2 separate regions of the Zea mays genome follow, and region 2 is linked to region 1. The links are chromatin contacts, called in public Hi-C maps. All regions are on one chromosome and are shown on one strand. Each heading gives the region's core, a stretch centred on a gene start, on an enhancer-like site or on the middle of the called end of the contact. The rest is flanking DNA. Distances are from core to core; before and after follow the strand shown. Region 1 holds the start of LOC100304309. Region 2 holds the start of LOC103641716 (DNAJ heat shock N-terminal domain-containing protein).

The links. Hi-C and Micro-C count contacts between places; a contact is called where the count stands out from the background.
Region 2: a contact with region 1 is called in a Hi-C map of ear, with 2.3 times the contacts expected there. The contact joins the promoter of LOC103641716 here to the promoter of LOC100304309 in region 1. A contact is called at or near these places in 2 of 25 Hi-C or Micro-C datasets (ear and tassel).

Annotation. Positions count from the first base shown.
Region 1 is chr10:124,463,418-124,470,223 of Zm-B73-REFERENCE-NAM-5.0, forward strand. LOC100304309 reads left to right here and starts at 4,681. Exons shown (of 2, transcript NM_001165751.1): 1 at 4,681-4,849; 2 at 6,134-6,806. The coding sequence starts at 6,481.
Region 2 is chr10:124,746,446-124,753,362 of Zm-B73-REFERENCE-NAM-5.0, forward strand. LOC103641716 (DNAJ heat shock N-terminal domain-containing protein) reads left to right here and starts at 4,196. Exons shown (of 2, transcript XM_008665031.3): 1 at 4,196-4,546. It also overlaps the pseudogene LOC109942976.

The DNA of each region.
Region 1 (6,806 bases), core at 3,431-5,930:
GAGAGAACGGAGCGAGCTCGAATGTTGCTCTTCCACCACGCGGGGAAGATGTCGTCGATTCCGCCGCCGGCGGGCGGGTTGTCGGCCGCCATTGTCGTTGTCGCGCGGCGGTGGAAGAAGTATCATGTCGTAGCTGCCGTCGAAGGACATGAACTCAAGAGTCCCGAAACGAAGCACCGCCCCGGGCCGGAGAGGTTGCTGGAGACTACCCATCTGGAGCTTGACGGGGAGCTGTTCGTCAGCACGCAGCAGGCCCCTACCTGGCGCGCCAACTGTCGGCGTTTCGAGACAGGGGGGTCCCTAAGCCGACGAGTGAGTGTGCTGCGTGCCCCAGCCCAGATGGGTCGAGCGCGTGGGCGAGCGCGAAGGGGGGAGAGGCGAGGTGGCCGGAGTCGAGCGTGAGAGAGGTGGAAGTCCCGCGGCCTTCGTGTTCGTCCCGCGCCCAGGTCAGGTGCGCTTGCAGTAGGGGGGTTACAAGCGTCCACGCGGGTGAGGGAAGCGAGCGGCCCCAAGAGAGCGCCTGTCTCGTCCTCGGTCCCGCGCAGCCAACCTTCTCTGAGAAGGCCCTGGTCCTTCCTTTTATAGTCGTAAGGAGAGGATCCAGGTGTACAATGGGGGGTGTAGCAGAGTGCTACGTGTCTAGCGGAGAGAGAGCTAGCGCCCTAGGTACATGCCAATGTGGCAGCCGGAGAGGTCTTGGCACCTTGCTGGCGTGATGTCGTGGCTGTCGGAGGTGCGACGGAGCCTGGCGGAGGGACAGCTGTTGGAGCGGTCGAGTCCCTGCTGACGTCGCCCTGCTTCCGTAAGAGAGCTGGGGGCCGCCGTCGTCACAGAGCTTGTGGAGCGCCATCATTGCCCATCCGGCGGAGCTGGCCGGATGGGACGCCGGTCTTGTTCTCCGTGACCCGAGTCGATTCGGGGTAGGATGATGATGGCGCTTCCTGTTGACGTGGCGGGTCTGCGCCCTAGGCAGGGTGACGTGGGGGCTCCTCCGAAGCCGAGGTTGAGTCTGTCCTCTGTTGCTGAGGCCGAGCCCGAGCCCGAGCCATGGGGTCGGGCGAGGCGGAAGTCGTTCGGCCGAGGCCAGGGCGGAGTCCGAGCCCTGGGGTCGGGCGAGGCGGAGTTTCGTCGTCTTCCGGGTCTTAGCCCGAGTCCGAGCCCTGTGGTCGGGCGGAGCGGAGTTCGCCGTCTTCCGGGTCTTAGCCCGAGTCCGAGCCCTGGGGTCGGGCGGAGCGGAGTTCGCCGTCTTCCGGGTCTTAGCCCGAGTCCGAGCCCTGGGGTCGGGCGAAGCGGAGTTCGCCGTCTTCCGGGTCTTAGCCCGAGTCCGAGCCCTGGGGTCGGGCGGAGCGGAGTTCGCCGTCTTCCGGGTCTTAGCCCGAGTCCGAGCCCTGGGGTCGGGCAGAGCGGAGTTCGCCGTCTTCCGGGTCTTAGCCCGAGTCCGAGCCCTGGGGTCGGGCGGAGCAGAGTTCGCCGTGGCGCCTTTGGCAAGGCCTGACTGCCTGTCAGACTCACTCTGTCGAGTGGCACCGCAGTCGGAGTGGCGCAGGCGGCGCTGTCCTTCTGTCAGACCGGTCAGAGGAGCGGTGGAGTGACAGCGGTCACTTCGGCTCTGCCGGGGGGGGGGCGCGTGTCAGGATAAAGGTGTCAGGCCACCTTTGCATTAAATGCTCCTGCAATTTGGTTAGTCGGTGTGGTGATTTAGTCAAGGTTGCTTCTGAGCGAAGCCAAGGCCTCGGGCGAGCCGGTAATGTGTCCGCCGTAAAAAAGGGGGGCCTCGGGCGAGACGGAAGTCTCTCGAGGTCGGCTGCCCTTGGCCGAGGCTAGGCTCGGGTGAAGCGTGATCGAGTCACTCGTGTGGACTGATCCCTGACTTAATCGTACCCATCAGGCCTTTGCAGCTTTATGCTGATGGGGGTTACCAGCTGAGAATTAGGCGTCTTGAGGGTACCCCTAATTATGGTCCCCGACACCCCTACTGCAAGCGCACCCGACCTGGGCGCGGGACGAACACGAAGGCCGCGGGATTTCCACCTCTCTCACGCCCGTCTCCGGCCACCTTTCTCCCCCCTTCGCGCTCGGCCTCGCGCCGACCCATCTGAGCTGGGGCACGCGGCGACATTCACTCGTCGGCCCAGGGACCCCCGGTCTCGAAACGCCGACAGCATTGGTGCACACCGCAGCCCTGCTCTTGTCATCCCGCACAGGCGTGCACATAGCAATGAAGCATCACCGTGTGCTGATGCAGTCCCACACACACCGCCACACGACCACGTGCGTTGTTGTCCACTCATGGTGGATACTACTAGTGTATGCCGCGCGCCCTGTTTACGATGTAAAAAATGATTTTGGATTCTTAAATTATATATAAATAGTGTATATGACTTGACATAAAACATATTCAAATCACTGTGCCATTGCAGGCTTTATCTAGTTTCTGCTCACTGTCACAAACCACTTCTCATATGGGGACAATAAAGCCCATGGAGGTAAATCTGTGAAAAGCTTTTCAGATGCAATGTACGAACAAATATCCTAACTCGACATGGAAAAGTGACATCACAAGACTTCAAATAAGCAACTTTGAAAGCATTTTTTTAAAAAATACATCTATCTCTGAGCAACATACAAAGCAATGAACATTACGGCGGCAGTAATAATAGTCCACATAAAAAAGCACATAATCATAAATGTTCACGATAAAATGAAACACTATTTTGAACTTACCTACGGAGGAGGAAGACTGTACACGTAGAAGCTGTCAATCGAATGAGAGCGCAGCTCCGCGAAAATTGTCTATATAAACAGGAAAAACATGTATAAGTGCTCATGTAATTAACTAAGGTATAACGCATTGTCAAATAGAAAGTCCCAAATGCTAGTTCATCGACAGGAAACAGAAGTCCATACAGAGCTTGTTTGTAAGACTGTTTAGTTAGTCTAACTTTTTTCTAACTTGGTATGTTTATTATTGATGTATGACGTGCGTAAATAGGAGATTTACATCGCAAATAACAGTGTTTGTGGTGTGAAATTTGAAATAGTGGATGAGATAGAATAGATGTTAGAAGGTTCCACAAAAGTGAGAAATCTTAGGGAGATCTCTAGCACAAGGTTCCACAAGGCCTTTCACTGATCACGGGTTCGACCTCTGTCCTTGCATAAAAAAAATTCTCTTGCTATTTCTTGCTCGCTCTTGGTTTACAGCTTGGCTGTACGCCACCTTCGAGCGGCCCTTTAAAAGTTGGCAACGTATCGTGTGCAACCAGCTACACCATTGCAGCTGTGCAAACGACTGATGTATCGTGTGCAACGTATCTTTTGCTGCTAACCCCCTCCAATCTATACACATGAGTTGTCCCCTCGCTTGCCCAGCGGTGCCGTTAGCTTCGTTCTCCTCGGAGCGCTCTTCTTTCTCATCGCACCCCCATCATGGCTGCCAAGGAGTCGCTTGCCCAACGGTGCCATCAGCTTTGTTCTCCTCGTCGCCATCATTGCCGCCAAGGAGCCGCCTCCCAGGAGCCTCGCTGCTCCTCCATGTAGTGAATTGTTTGGACTTTGCACTAATCCAACGATGAAATGTTCTAATCAGGGTACCTGCTTGTGAATTTGGTAATTTTATTTCTGTGTAGGCTCAGTGTTCCGTGTATTATACTAGTTACAATATGTAGATGGCGGTGTTGGGCAGGCGGCCGCTTGGCGACAATGATGGGGGACGAGGAGAAGAGCACTCCGAGGAGAACGAAGCTGGGCGGTGCCGTTGGCGACAATGATAGGGGACGAGAAGAGCGCTCCAAGGAGAACGAAGCCGCCGTTGGGTCAGCGAGGGGATGGCTCGTGCGCATAGATTGGAGGGGGTCAACAGCAAAAAGACGTAAGCTAGCTGGCATCTAAGTGCAAATCTACCGGACTTCACGCTGCAGCCCTTGCCTTAAGAGTTTTACTTTCTGTTATAATAATTTATAAGATTTTGTTGCAAATATATAGTAGAATTGTAGAAACACGTAACATGCCCCACTTATATACTCCCGCAACTATTTTATCACCATTAGTGACCGAATTATATGTTTTTAGTGTTATTGAGCTAGGTCGCTTTAGTTTGTACTCTCTCCATCTCAAAACGAACGCACACCACGTTTCTTAAGGAGTCAAATTTGACCAGGCATATAAAAAACAGTACCAATATTTATAACTTCGAATAAGGTTTTTTTTTTGTAAAAAAAAACATGTTCTCTGAGATATATCATTATGCTTATTACACATTGTGAGCATTTGTATTTTTTATATAAATATTTAGTCAAATTTGAAAAATTTTAAATTACTGATAAAAATACGCCCCGGGAGGCGGGAGCTCGGGACAGCCGGATCTGTATTTTTTTGGGCCTAGACGAGGCGACCTAGGAGTCTGTTGTCAGAGCATGAGGTGGGGGAGGGGGAGAGAACTTGAAGCCAAGTCAAAGGCAAAAGGCGACAATTGAAAATTAGTGCTCACCGGCGAACAGCTGGACAGCCGTTGTTTGGTGCCGCGGAGCCGGCCGCCAGCAGGCTTGACAGGTAACTCCGTCGTCATCCACCCGTTCCGCCGTCCCACTCCCACCCCACGTCCCCACCCGCACCGAGAAGGAGCCCTACCAATCTCGCCCCCGTTTCGTATCAGCTGCATTCCAATTCCATTCGTGGTCCCTGCCCTGCTCAGCTCATCAGAACACAGAAGGCAGGCCACAGCCCGCAGGTAGGTAGTCCACCGAAACAAAACACCACCCCGTCTCTCCTCTTCCCAGCGGTTTCCTGATCCCCCCACCTCGTTCGCCGAGGCCGCAGCGAGCCCGCCCGTCCTCCGTCCCCGCGGGAGGTGATGCTTACTCCCGCCTCCTACCGTCCCAATCCCTCCCTCCTCCTTTCTTCCTTTCCTTCATTCCTTAGGCCACGATGCGCATGCATGCTTCTACGCCAGGGTGTTACCTGTTACGTGTACGAGAGCTTTCGGGATTAAGGGTGCCAGGTCCCCTCTTCGGGGTACCTCGTGTGCTTGGGGAATTTTCTCCCGCGTTCCATCTAATGGTGGGCGGTGGCGCTATTCGCCTATTAGATCTGCTGTGTGACCGTGCCCGTGACTCCGTGCCCTCTCCTTGTACACTTTTGCGAGGAGAACGATAGCTGCGAGATTTAGGGTCCTAGGATGGAGTAGGCGGCCTCTGCTTTGGGGGGTGTTCTTTAATTCGGACGGTACTGCTTTTGTTCTCAGCTGGCTGTACTCTCTGGTCAACAGTTTCATGGTACTGCTAAGCACTTCTGAGTTCTTGCAAGCAAATCCTATTTTTGTCAGCCCCCAAAATGTTATCTTCTTACAACTAGCTGTTCATCTTATTGGGCATTCTTTTTAGTGGCTCCTAAATCCCAAGAGCTTCAGTTTGCCCATCGTCTAAGCAGACATTTGAGCTCATTTAGTCAACCTGTTAGCTCGCGTTCCGATGGACTCTCGTTTTATGTTCCTTATGGAGAATTGAGAACCTTATTTTGTGTGCTGAACTCTAGGTAGCTTCAGTTGTTCTTACTTATCCTGTTTCCAATTTTTCTTGAGAAATATGTGGTATGTGCATACGGCACAGTGGTTTGCTGATTCTATCATTATCAAACCCTGACAGAGAGCACTGAGATAGAACTAGGCAGGACTCCTTTCTGGATTAAGCTAATAAAGATAACATCCAAGTGCCGGAAAACAAAACAAATTCTGTCAAAATTTACACTCCTTTAGATTCCATCTGTGCAAATTATTGTTCCGGGTATCTCAAGGGGATATGCCTGAGAAATAAAGGTTCCGCTCATGTTAGTTACCTCTGTTAAATGATTTTGAGTACAGAAAAAAATCAATCTGTTGAACACTGTTACTGATGGGCTCTGACTTAATTTTAGTTCAGTTCAGAATAATATTATTTCCGAAGTCCCAGGCTCTAGCCCTCGACTGTTTCTTCTATCATGTATTGTTCACTTTGTATTGACTTAAGCTTTGTAAACATTACAACCAGGATTTCACTTGCTTGAGCTTTGGCAAACTCTGTTACTGATAATCAGTAAATAAGATCATGCCTACTATATATGGATCTTATCTAACATTATTTTTTCTTGTAACTTTAAGATTGTGCGACCGCAGAGTTTGGATGCTCCTGCCTATGCAAGCAAGATGTCAACCACCAGAGATATTGTTTAGTGCTGGGCAAGTTATGCAATTTTGGATCATAAATTACACAGGGACAAGATAATTATGGACCGCGCAGACACATCAGGCTTTGTCAGTGGTGGTTGCTTTGGTACTACACTCCTGCTGATATTCTTCCATTTTGTCTATTCTACGATCCATGTCTGAAAGACCCTCAGGAACCCTGCAGCTGTCTGGGCAGAAATATCATCAGGCCCCTGTTCTTTGAGATCTCTGGTGTTTTATCTCATTTTGTTTTCCACCATTGTTATATTGTCTCAACTGTGATGGATAACGGCTTCATGGACATCCCTCATCCGCCTCTGGTGAATGACCCCTTTGTGTTAGTGGGATGCCCAGCGCCAGCCTCCACGATGGAGAACATGGGCCAAAGCACAATCTGTATGGATGGCCTGAACCCAGCAATGGTTAGTTGCAGCCATGTTAATGGAAACACACATATAATGAACGGCTTAACAGCAAGAGATGATGGCAGCAGGTTACTCCTTGGTTTGGGCCCAACACCGAATTTTTATTCTGCAGTGTCCACGGGCTCAAAACAAGCTCAGAGATTGTCTGGCCAGAGTTCAACTTCCATTGATTCAGGGATGCT
Region 2 (6,917 bases), core at 2,946-5,445, 280 kb after region 1:
GAAGCGCGGTCTCCGGAACTCGCCAGCCTCGGGTTCGCGTGGCAGCCGCTCCGCTAAAATTCACCGGACTGTCCGGTGTGCACCGGACTGTCCGGTGAACCAGCAGAGCAACGGCTCTTTTCGGCGCCAACGGCTCCCTGCGGTGCATTTAATGCGCGCGCAGACGTCAGACATGCCCATACCGGTGCACCGGACATCAAACAATACATGTCCGGTGTGCACCGGACACCCAGGCGGGCCCACAAGTCAGAAGCTCCAACGGTCAGAATCCAACGGCAGTGATGACGTGGCAGGGGCACCGGACTGTCCGGTGTGCACCGGACTGTCCGGTGCGCCATCGAGCAGACGCCTCCAGCCAACGGTCAAGTTTGGTGGTTGGGGCTATAAATACCCCAACCACCCCACCATTCATTGCATCCAAGTTTTCCACTTCTCAACTACTACAAGAGCTCTAGCATTCAATTCTAGACACACTAAAGAGATCAAATCCTCTCCAATTCCACACAAAGCCCTAGTGACTAGTGAGAGTGATTTGCCGTGTTCATTTGAGCTCTTGCGCTTGGATTGCTTCTTTTCTTTCTCACTTGTTCTTGAGATCACAACTCCATTGTAATCAAGGCAAGAGGCACCAATTGTGTGGTGGCCCTTGCGGGGAAGTTTTGTTCCCGGCTTTGATTTGAGAAGAGAAGCTCACTCGGTCCGAGGGACCGTTTGAGAGAGGGAAGGGTTGAAAGAGACCCGGCTTTTGTGGCCTCCTCAACGGGGAGTAGGTTTGCAAGAACCGAACCTCGGTAAAACAAATCTCCGTGTCTCACTTGCTTATTCGCTTGGGATTTGTTTTGCGCCCTCTCTCTCGGACTCATTTATATTTCTAACGCTAACCCGGCTTGTAGTTGTGTTTATATTTGTAAATTTCAGTTTCGCCCTATTCACCCCCCCCTCTAGGCGACTATCAAGACTCCAACGGTCGGCTGACGTGGCAGGCACCAAACAGTGAACAGTGCCCTGTCCGGTGCGCTCGTCGATAGAAAGCTGTTGCTTTCTGTCCAACGGCTAGAAGTGGGGTTGGGGCCTATAAATACCCCCCAACCACCCCCATTCAGCACAACTAAGCATTCTATACATCCACATTCAATACAAGAGCAAGGAATTCATTCCAAGACACATTCAAAGCTTCCAATCCTCTCCAAGTGTCACAATTAAGACAAGTGATCAATAGTGATTAGTGACTTGAGAGAGTGTGATTCGTGTTTCATTTGTTGCTCTTGTTGCTTGGCTTTTTAATCGTGCTTTCTTCATCTCCTTCTAAACTCTCTAAGTGACTTGTACAGCTAGCAAGAGACACCTGAGTGTGTGATGATCCTTGTTGGGTCTTAGTGATCCTTGAGATTAAGAAGAAGCACTCAACCGGTCTAAGTGATCGATTGAGAGAGGGAAAGGGTTGAAAAAGACCCGGCCTCCGTGGCCTCCTCAACGGGGAGTAGGTTCATTGGAACCGAACCTCGGGAAACAAATCGTTGTGTTCATTTATGTTGATCATCACTGTTCGATTTGATTCTTCCCCTCCCCTCTCTCTAAGTTCTCTTACTCACAATCTTTTGAGTTAGCTCCCAAACTCATCCGCATTGATTGAGCAACTCATAGCAAGAAGAACTCTCTACCGCATCCCACACTCATTATAATTTGTTTCTAATCCTCACCTCGGGTGAAGTTTATGTTGAAAGTTTATAATTTACAGGTTTCACCTATTCACCCCCTCTATGCGACTTTCAGGTGGGGTTGAGGCGATGCATATTCTTGAAGGCATAGAAACGTCCTGGAGATGAAGGGGAAGGCCAAACTGAGTGACTAATTGATCGATTGCGAGGAACACATAGATGCAGAAGGAAAAGAAACAAACTAAAAACAAAAATGAAATGTTGATGCTACTCACAAAAGTAGGCTACTTGTGGGTTGCTTGCCTCGACCTTGTTGGTCACATGCAGGATAGGCGTGATGTCGACAAGCGATGATGAGTCGTGATGCCTTCCCTTGTGGTCACAGTGCAATCAGAACTAGGAAGAAGACAATATCGTCGTCACCCATGATGAACCAGGGGACGCAGGGGAGGCTGAGGCAGAACATCTTGGAGATGATGCATGAGATGCGGATGGTGGGCGGTGGTCGTAGCGATGCACGTAGGAGTAAGCACGTGGAGGCGGCTCTGGTCCGGTGGCAGCCGTCGAAGGGAAGTACTAAAGGAGCCTTATCCATTCGTTGTTCGCGCGAAGGACACGATGGAGGCTAGCTTCTCTCCATCTGATGTCGATCGTGCGTCGAGGGAAAAACGACGATGCAGACATGTTGTTGTGTGATTAAAAAGAAGAAGAATAAATGTCATCCGTTGGAAAGGAATCTGATGGATGGCATTAAAAAAGGCGACGTAGCCTATTTGGATGAGCTTGTAGCTGCACAACTTCTACTATACGCTGAAGGATGCGAAGGTTCTGGAAGTCAGCTCCTTCATCACGTGCAAATGTCAGTAGTCCAAAGCTCTCAGCTTCGTTTATACAACTATGACAACTACTCACCGTCCCTAGACGAAGGTGTCCTTTGGTATCTGTCCTGCTACACTTGAAACACGCTAAAAAATAACTGGTTAGTTAATGTTTTGAGGACCTTTGGCTAAAGAGACCCAACACATTTTACCCCTTACATGCATTGGTGCATAGGTAATCCCTATCCTCCTTGCATTTTATTTTCATTTTCTAGAATCAATAATCACGACCATCATTGATAGTAACATATATGCAACAGCAACACAAACTATAACCTTGATCCTCTTATCCATCTACATGTAATCATCAAATACAAAAACATATGGCATGTCATAGAAAATCTCATCATTATGTTTGGGGAATAATCTCAAGCAAACAACAATCCAACTGATCTTAGGGATTCTGTACCTTGCAACTTGAGCAAAGAAAATCGATTTGAAAGGAAAGGCTGGTGGTGGCTTGACTCCCTTTGAGGATGGCTCTGTTCATTGAATGAGAGTGTGAGATGAAGGATGAGGTAGCACTACATTCTATACCTTCGAATTTAATACAAAAATGTGAGATGAAGGATAACAACGTCACTAGTGAGCACCAACATGACCAATGTGTCACGAACACGGTAGTCCACGATGGACATTCTAGGGAACATAACGGACACCAGCGTCGCTGACCCCTATGGACATTTCACCTGGTGGCTGCTGCCGTTGATGGAGCCCTACAGCCCGACAACGACTTTACTCATGACGTCTCCATGGGAGATGCACGATAGGTTGGAAGGTGTCGTGGGGAAAGAAAAAGGGAAAATGAGAGCAAAGGGGAAAGTAACTCGTGGACTCATCGGCAGCCACGAAGGAAGACGAATGACACTAGGATGAAGGAGGCAGACGGGAAGAATACGAGGACACCACATACGAATGAGGATGAAAATGAACTTGTGAGAGAGTTATCCATCCAATTATAATGGACGACTAAGGACAATATCTAATGAGAATATCCTTCTTGGGAACAACCTAATTTAAGTAATCGCTCTGTCTTGTCGTATCCCGACCCACAACCAAATACATCCTTAGCCATCTCTAACATATCTTCTATTCAATACCCTATTTCATCCACTATTTCGAACTTCACTCCACAAACAATACTAAACAATGTCATCTATAGTGCTAGGAATTAGGCTCGGTCGGCCCGAACCCATCATGCTTCAGGCCAAACAGGTTCGTGCCAAGAAGGATAAAAAAACTTTTGGGTGTGTCGTACCAGCCCAAAGAGTAGAAACAGTGGCCTAGTCTAACCTTAAAGTACGCCGTGTCTTCGTTGGGTCGTACCGGCTCAAGCCCGACCCATATATTTGAACCACATAAAATCCAAATATTACAACCACATAAAATCCATAGTTTATTAAATTAAAGATATATTGAACAAAGCTAACATCATTTGACCACAAAAAATCTAAATGTTACACCAATATAAAGTCTATAGCTTACTAAATTCAAAAAATTAAACAATATGAGCTTTATTGGGTGTGCCGGAATTTGAGGTCTGATCTAGACCCGCTTTTGAGCCATGCTACCCTGGTCTATATTATTTTATGCCTCGTGTTTTAGGCTCCTATATTTTAAACCGTGCTCGTATTGGCCCAAAGATTTCTATCTATATTCCAGTCCTATTTATCACATTACCGTGTCCCTATTTTACATGATCCATTAGTCCTCATAGTCTGGGCAGAGGAGGAATATAGAGGAGAATATAGAGGAGATAAAGGAAAGTCACTGAGATCCATCCGTGGAGGGCGGCGGTCGCCTCCTCTTCCCCTGCGGCCGAGCTCGCCAGTCGCCTGAACTCGTCTCGCCCGCTGCCGATCTCCTCTCTCTGCTCGTCGCGCCGCAACCTGGAGAGGGGACCGCGCTCGGTCGACTACCACCTGGGGAGCGGGCGGGCGGCGTCCGCCCTCTGCACCCCCCCGGTGTCCCCGCGACCGGCTCCGGCGCGGCCGGCACACAGGTCCGCAGGTAGGTCTCCGTCCGCACAGCGCCCCGATCTTCTCTCTCCTTTCCACGCCAACAGCTCGTCCCTCTCCGTCTGCTTGATTCTGCTCCAGCCTCAGACCGGCCCTCGCTCAAAAATGACATTACGCACCCAATCCGCTTGTAGCTGTATGCTGGAACCTACTCTGCCTTGTCTTCTTGCATCACACTAAGAATGCGCGCAACCCCCACCCACCCACGACTGGGCCGGCCTTTGCTGCTGTCCTACTTCGCCACCCATGACATTGGCCGGCGACGAGCACCACCAGGACAGCAGGTGTTCCCTCCCTTGGTCTTTCCTTCCTGCTGTGCGAAGTCGTGCGCCCAAACTGTAACGTAATTCGTAGGTCACAACGTGCGTCCAAACCCTAAAATACTATTTGTAATCGGATCCGAGGAGACGTTTGAATGCACTAGAACTAATAGTAGAACTAATATTTAGCTACTAAAATTAGCTGGGACATCTAAACAGTCTAGCTAATATTTCAGCTATTAGCTACTTTTAGCAAATTAGGTAATAGTTAGCTAGCTATTTGTTAGCTAGCTAATTCAACTAGTATCTTTAGGCTTTGTTCGGCACGCTAGTATTTAATACATACTAGGATCCAATACACGGTGGGATTGAGTGAATACATCTCTTGTCACTTAAACCATGTGTATTTTAATTACAGCTGGGATTTAATACATGGCTAATTTTCTATTGTTTGGTTACACCACATGGATACATTAATTTGTTGCATGCATATAAAACGACCAGTGCCCCTCATATTAGGTCCGTGAAGCGGATGAAATTTGAAGCATCAAAATCAGAAGTTGGTCGCTCATTTGTCTCTTATTACATTACAATAGAGTGTGTGCATTTAGATTAAAAACAAACCAAAGGGAGAGGAGTAATTTTTCATTTGAACAACATAACATATTGGATATCCAACAAGCAATTCAGACGACTCCACCTGCAAGAGAATGTAAGCGTTAAACACTATAATTTCTCCACACATATTAATAATTTCATATCAAACATAAACATGCGAGACCAGATTAGTATTTTTGAGTTAAATCACATATTTGCTTATAGCCCAAAATTGGTAGGGAAATGACAAACATGCCTAATAATCTAAAAATGAAGCAGTTCATAAAAGGAATGTGCTTTTCTTGCAATTGAAATAGGAAAATAGGAAATAAACCATAAGGGAAAATAGGAAATGCTCAAATAAACTATAAGCAGTTCATTATTATTATGGTGTTCAAATAGATTTTTAAGAGAAAATAGGAAATGTTCAAGCATCCAGTTAGTGACTGCATAGCAGAAGGAAATGCTCAAGCATGCTTGCAGGCTAGTAATCAACCTAGGAAGAGATGCAAGCCTCGAAAAGTTAGTGGGAAGAGAAGAGGGAAAGGAAGAGAGCGTACCAGCTAAGCCATCTCGTTTCTCAGCTAAATCAGTGCAGACTCGGCATCATCATCGCATGCACTCAAGAAAATTTGCCTATTGTTAAGGTCCTTGAAGACATTGTAGGCTTTCGCTTTTTCCTCCTTTGTAACTTCCATTGTACCAATAATGGATATGCACTTCTTGATTGAGAAGTCTGCAACTTGACTCGCTTCCTTTTCCTCTCTCTCTTTTGCTAGTTGTGTGGCTTCTTCCTCAGCTTGCTTCATTCTCATGTCAATGTATCTTCCCATTATTCCTTCTAGGTTATCGCCCTTTTTATGCTTCTTTGTCCTTGTTTCTTCATTGTTCCCTCTTGCAGCAGTAGTCCTTCTCTGCGGCACCAGATCATGCCTTTCACTTGTTGCATCTCCTGCCTCAACTACGTGGACATCATCTTCTTCATGCGCCGGCAAGGTTTCTTTCACTTCATCTTGTTCATGTTCTATGTTGACAAACTCATCTCCATTTCCTACTTGAGTAAGATCTGGAAGTTGGGTGGAGGTGTAGTTGTAGGTCCCTTCAGCTGTTTGCCCTGCACAATAAAGTTTTACTAAAAAAGGGTAGACAACATAACATATTGGAAAGCAAGGACATTGTAACGAGACTAACCATCATAAAGCTCCCCCAAGGCCTCATATAGAGGAAAAGACTTGTTGCGGAACTTTTTAGCCTTGGATGAGAAGTCAGTATATTTTTCCATAAAGCTGGGTCAGCCGTAATCCTCCCTGTCTTCTCATCAAAATGAGCTCCACTTTGATTCTTTGCATCCTTTAGCAACCTATAGTTCCTTTTCAACTCTCTTTCCTTATCTTGTATTTGTGTCTTTGTGAAATAGACATATTGTTCCCTCTAATGAAATTCCTTGACAATTTTGTTCCATGCTTCTGTTGTCCATCCATTTTGACCCCTATAATCAGCTGTCTT